Linked DNA regions of Sus scrofa: region 1 is linked to region 2. The links are chromatin contacts, called in public Hi-C maps. All regions are on one chromosome and are shown on one strand. The core of a region is the stretch at or near the end of the contact, and the rest is flanking DNA. Distances in the headings are between cores, read along the strand shown.

Region 1 (2,700 bases), core at 158-2,657, 340 kb before region 2:
CTGACCCAAGCAAGGCCCCTCACCTGGCCAGAGTAGTGGTCAGCTGCAGGCTAGAGAGGCCAGGCAGGCAAGTTCCTTCTGCTGGAGAAGGGAGCTTGAGGCTGGATCCCTCCAGGACAGGGACGCTCAGAATGTGAGACCAGGGAGTGAGTGAGCGAGAGTCTATGTGTGTGTAGTCTGTAGCATTTGTATATGTGGTTGTGTTGAGGGAGAAAGGGAAGCTGGGGAGGGTCTAGCCTACAGAGAGGGGAGTGGCAGGCCTTAGGACAGACTAAGAGGAGGAGTGAGGGGCAGCCGAGGGGGTCAGCGGGGTGTGTATGGGGTGTCTGGACACCAGAGTGGGGGAGGGGCCAACAGCCGTTTAAAGGGCCAGCCCCAGAGCTTTAATCCCTCACCAGCTCTGGCCCCAAGCCGGAGGCTGTAATTCATCTGTCCAACAGCTGGGGTGGGTGTGTGTGGTGGGGGGGGGCATGTGGACGGGAAGGGGGAGCTGGGGGAGGGGCCGCGGCTTTCTTGTGCACAGAGCCAAACAACAAAAGGAAAAGCTGAAGGGCCAGCTCCAGTGTGCCCAGGCCAGGCTGCTGACCCACAGACCTGCCAGTGGCCCCCACCTGGTGGCCAACAGGCTCTGTAGTTTAGACTCATGGATTCTTGGCCAAGGACTCCATGAACCCAAAGGTGGGGCCCTGGAGAAGGCCCACGCTGAGTGCCCCCCCAGGCAGGCTGTCAGCCCTCCTTGCAGGTCCCAGCTGCAGCCCGATCCCAGACCTGGCAGGCCTCGCAAAAGATTCAGCCTCAAATGCCCTGCTCACCGGCCAAGCCTCCCCAGACATGGTCTGCCGGCTCGGCTCCCCCTCCCGCTGGCGCAGGGTGGCAGCGGCCACACCGAGGCTGTCCCTTTAAATCATTACCACCCCTGATGGTGTGGATGAACTGAGGGCCCTGCCCCCCAGGCAGGCAGCTTGCCACCTCCCCCCCACGAGTCCCCAGAAATGTGAGGGCCATTTAAAGGGACAACAGAGAGGCAGCCGGGTCCCTAACCGCCCCCGCCCCCACCCCGCGTACACTCGCAGCCCCTTTCCCCCACGACACACAGCCCCTTGCCCCTCCAGAGGGCCCCCCAAATTCCGGTTCTCTCCCCACCCCTAGAGACTGCTAGAGGAGAAAGGGGGCCAGAGTTGGGGGGCGGGGAACTGGGGGAGCGAGAAAAGGACAGGGACTCCCTCCTTCCTCAGAGCCCCAGGGGACAGGTCGGAAGGAAAGCAAAGCCAGGAGAAGCAGCGAGACAGAGCCCCGAAAGGTGCCGCGGGCAGACCTGGGACGCACAGGCTGTCGGGCGACGGGAAGGGAGTCAGGCTGCACGAGACGGCGGCGCGGCCGGCGGGTGACCAGCCCAAGTGGGGGAGATGGAACGAGGAGGGCCGGGGGAAAGCGGCAAGGCCGGGGGCGACGGGGAGACGGAACCGGGGAAAGGGGTCAGCCGGGAGGGTGTGGAGGAAAATCCGAGAAGGGAGGGCGAGCCAGGCCGGGGTTACCTGCTGGGTGTCTGTCCCCCGGCGGTGCCCCCGGAGTCCGGGTAGGGAGGGGGGAGCAGCAGGGGGGGAGTGGGGGCTGGGGGGGCGGGGGAGACGGTCCCTCCTCTGCCTCCTGGGCCTGCCCCGGCGCTTGCAGCCTCTGCCTCCCTCCCTCCTCCTCCCCGTCCCTGAGTCCCGGAGTCAAACAAAGAACTGTAGCAGGCTCTCCCCAACCCCCTCCCTCCTCCTCCTCCTCCTCCTCCTCCTCCACCTCCTCCTCCCCTCCCTCCCTCCCCACCAGCAGGCTCCCTCCTCCTCCCTTCCGGTCTCTTCCTTCAACTACCCGCCCCCCCCCCAGCCCCCAGCACTGGTCTCTCTACCCACCCACCCGAGCCTTTTACACACCCCTCGGCCAGCCCTGTCCCCGCAAAGGAAACCGTGGAGTCCCTCTGCAAAATTGAAAGGCTCCAGAGAACATGGGAGGGGATTGGGGTCTTGCTCAAAAATCGAGAACCACAATACAATTATTTTATTTTCACAGCCAGAGGAATAGTCTGAGCTGTCTCTTCTTCAAGAAGGGGGGGAAAAAATAATCCCAAAGAAAGCAATACAAATCTGACTAAAGCCCTCATCAAATAAAGTGCACAATGCAGTGGAAGCTAATCCCCAAACCCCTCTCCCCCCACCTACCAAATTAACACAAACTCTCCATTCCTAAGATCATGGTCAGTTGGAAGCAGGCTTACCAACCATAATAGTAAAATAATAACTAACAACATTTAACAAGAACAAGCATTTCATAACAAGCGTTCATTCAGTGTTCATTCTGTGCCAGGGACTGTGCTAAATGCTTTGCATAAATAATTTTGTTTTTCCCAGTCAACAGCCTAGAAGGTAGGTATTGATATTTAAATTTTCCAGATGAAGACTATGAGGCTCCGAGAGGTGGTCACCTTTCCAAGTACTTATAGCCACGAAGTGGCAGAGCTAGGAATGGAATCCAGGTCTGATCTGACAGCCCGAATTCTAAGGTATACAATAAGAGAAACCAGTATCCAATACCATAACCAACCCCAGGACTTAACAGAGAAGGGGAAACCATAGCTATCAAGTGAGTCCCCTTCCTTCAAGAGTGAGATCTACCCACCGACACAGAATAAAGGCCCTGACTTTCCTAATACAATCT
Region 2 (2,700 bases), core at 34-2,533:
CAATTTTTCATTCTGTAAATGTGATGGAGTTGCCCTGGCTCGCCTCCAACACAGTGGTTTTCAAACTGCATTAGCGGCCCTTGAATGGGTTGGGAGTAAAAGGACCCCAAAGCAGGGTTAAAAAATAAAATAATGAAAAAATGCATGGAGTGCACCGCCCGTCATACAAATAGGTATTGTTTCCTGAAACTTCATTTTCAGGTATAAATGTGATGCAAAAAATGTTCTCACTGGCGGGGAGATTCGAGGAAATTGTAAAGGCAGCAGGACACCCTCTCCCACCCTACGGGATGTCCGTACCAAATCTAAGTAGACCTTCGTGCTCATCTCCTCATCCTTCTCGTTCTAGAAGGGAAAAGTTTAAAGGGTAGATGTGATGTATTTGCAGAGAAATAAGGGGCTCAGTGGGTCAAACTCCCCCTGGAAACTCCCTCTTTTTCTGAATCCCACCCTCTTGGGTCCAAGGCCCGCCTCCCATAAGCTGTGTTAGTTTAGGCCCCGCCTCTATCTCGCGGACTTCCTGTGGTCCTACCGCCAGCCAGTTCACCTACCAGTTCTCACACCCGCCGGCCTGAGTCTCCCCCCGCTGTTGTTTATGGACCCTGTCCGGCACAAGCTCCGCCCCAGCCTGTGACCCCGCCTCAAGGTCCGCCCTCTGGCCCGTCCCTCGGCCCGAGCTCCGGGATCACCACCCTACCGGCTCTACCCCGACCCTTCCTGCAGCCACGCCCACAGCTTGTCCATTGGTCCGATTTCAACCCAATCGCCGCTAAGGGCCAGTCCGTCTCCCAGCCTGGCCTCGCCCCAGGCCCCGCCCCCAGCCATCCTTGGATTCCCACCCCGCCTAAAGCCACGCCCCCCAGCCGGCCAGTGGGCCAGACCTCAACTCCCCGCGTGCGCCCTCACCAGGCTGATGAGTTGCGCCAGGCTGAGACCAATGCTGACCCCGACGCGGTCTCCCACCTCCCGCGCCGGGCGCACGGAGCTATCATAGCCCGAGAAAAGTTTCTCGCGGAGTCGGCCCTCCGCCTCCGAGCCGAGGGCTCCTGGAGGAGGAGAGCACGAAGTGAGGCCTTGGTACCGGGCCACGACCTCTGGCCCTGTCACTGCCCCTCTGAGGCCCAGACTTACCCGGGGCAAGCGGCGCCCCCACCGCCCCCAGCAGCAGCACCAGAAGCGCCCCTGGGGTCATAGCCAGCCCGCCTTACTCAGTGAGTTCGCTGGATGAGCCGCTGAGACAACCAGTGCAGGGGAAGTGACGAGGCGCCCAGGAATGTGCACCTGTTATTGGGGGGGCAGCCGCCAGCCCACCCGCCCCGCCCCTGGGACTTGATCTCTCCCGAGCAACTGCCAATGCCTGCCACCTACAGATGACAGACAACACTTCAGTTGTATAAATCGTCTTTAATCTTTAATTGAGAAAGCATGGAGTGGAGACCCGGTCCCTGGGGAGCAGAGCCAGGAGATGGGTGGAGCCTGAGCGGGGTTCTGTGTGGGTGAGGGGAGCATCCACCCCTCTTGCAACAAGCCAGAAGTAGAAAGAGCCTGAGGAAAAGTGACCTGCCTCTGAGCCCCAGGCCCTCCCTTTAGCGCCCCCTCAGTCTTCCTTGCCCAGGTCTGAAGTTACTCAGAGCCTCCCTCCTAGTTCTCTGCTGACCTCTGATCTTTTTCAGGCCTGCCCTTAGGTCTCCATATTTTTCAGAAAAATCTAGTCAGGCCCTTTCTGGGTACCCAAAACCCAGCTGAGATTATAGGCTGTAAAATAAAGCAAGTTCTACTCAGAAGAAGCTCTGGGATGTATGAGGTCTAGAGAAGAGGCCCTCACCCTCCCTCCGTGGCCTGACCTGTAGGGGCAAGGGATGGGACTTATTGCTGAACTGGTATCACTTCATTGCTGTGGCAAAGGGGGGTGTGGCTATGTTCCATCTGTCTTTTTTTTTTTTTTTTTTTTTTTTTGGCTGTACCCGCGGCATATGGAAGTTCCCGGCCTAGGGGTTGAATTGGAGCTGCAGCTGCCAGCCTACGCCACAGCCACAGCAATTCAGGATCCAAGCTGCATCTGTGACCTACACTGCAGCTTGCAGCAATGCCGGATCCTCAACCCACTGAGTGAGGCCAGGGATCAAACCTGAATCCTCATGGATACTAGGCGGGTTCTTAGGCTCTGAGCCACAACGGGAACTCCTCTCATTTGTTTTTTGGTTGTTTTTTTTTTTTTTTTTTTTTGTCTTTTGTCTTTTGAGGGCTGCGCCCACGGCACATGGAGGTTCCCAGGCTAGGGGTCGAATCGGAGCTGTAGCTGCCGGCCTACACCAGAGCCACAGCAACGCAGGATCCGTGTGCCGTGTCTACGACCCACACCACAGCTCAGGGCAATGCCGGATCCTTAACCCACTGAGCAAGGCCAGGGATCGAACCCCCAACCTCATGGTTACTAGTTGGGTTCGTTAACCACTGGGCCACAACGGGAACTCCTCATTTGTCTTTTTTATTCTAGACCAGTTACCCTAAAGACCTCAGCTTTAAAAGGGACCTGGAAGGAATTCCTGCTGAGGTAGCTAAGTGTTCACATCCCCATAACCCAGGCACAGGTCCAATCATGCATGGTTCTGGCCCCTTCCCCATCCTAGCTTCCCTACTATGAGCCAGGGATCCTTCCAAAACTCCTCTGCCCTTCCTCAGACTCTGTCTCCCTGGCAG

What was found. Hi-C and Micro-C count contacts between places; a contact is called where the count stands out from the background.
Region 1: a contact with region 2 is called in a Hi-C map of epiblast stem cells, with 3 times the contacts expected there. The contact joins the promoter of LOC110255906 here to the promoter of CHRNB1 in region 2. A contact is called at or near these places in 2 of 47 Hi-C or Micro-C datasets (embryonic fibroblasts and epiblast stem cells) and 1 of 2 datasets of contacts at active chromatin or transcription factors (alveolar macrophages).

The regions. Positions count from the first base shown.
Region 1 is chr12:53,090,365-53,093,064 of Sscrofa11.1, reverse strand. It overlaps LOC110255906 (collagen alpha-2(V) chain-like), which reads left to right and starts at 1,407. Exons shown (of 4, transcript XM_021066316.1): 1 at 1,407-1,576. The coding sequence starts at 1,407. The region is part of intron 1 of KDM6B (lysine-specific demethylase 6B); the gene reads right to left.
Region 2 is chr12:52,748,016-52,750,715 of Sscrofa11.1, reverse strand. CHRNB1 (acetylcholine receptor subunit beta) reads right to left here and starts at 1,283. Exons shown (of 12, transcript XR_001300014.2): 1 at 1,132-1,283; 2 at 907-1,046; 3 at 301-345. It overlaps TMEM102 (transmembrane protein 102), which reads right to left. Exons shown (of 9, transcript XM_021067827.1): 9 at 1,390-2,700. It overlaps FGF11 (fibroblast growth factor 11), which reads right to left. Exons shown (of 5, transcript XM_013981311.2): 5 at 1,385-2,700.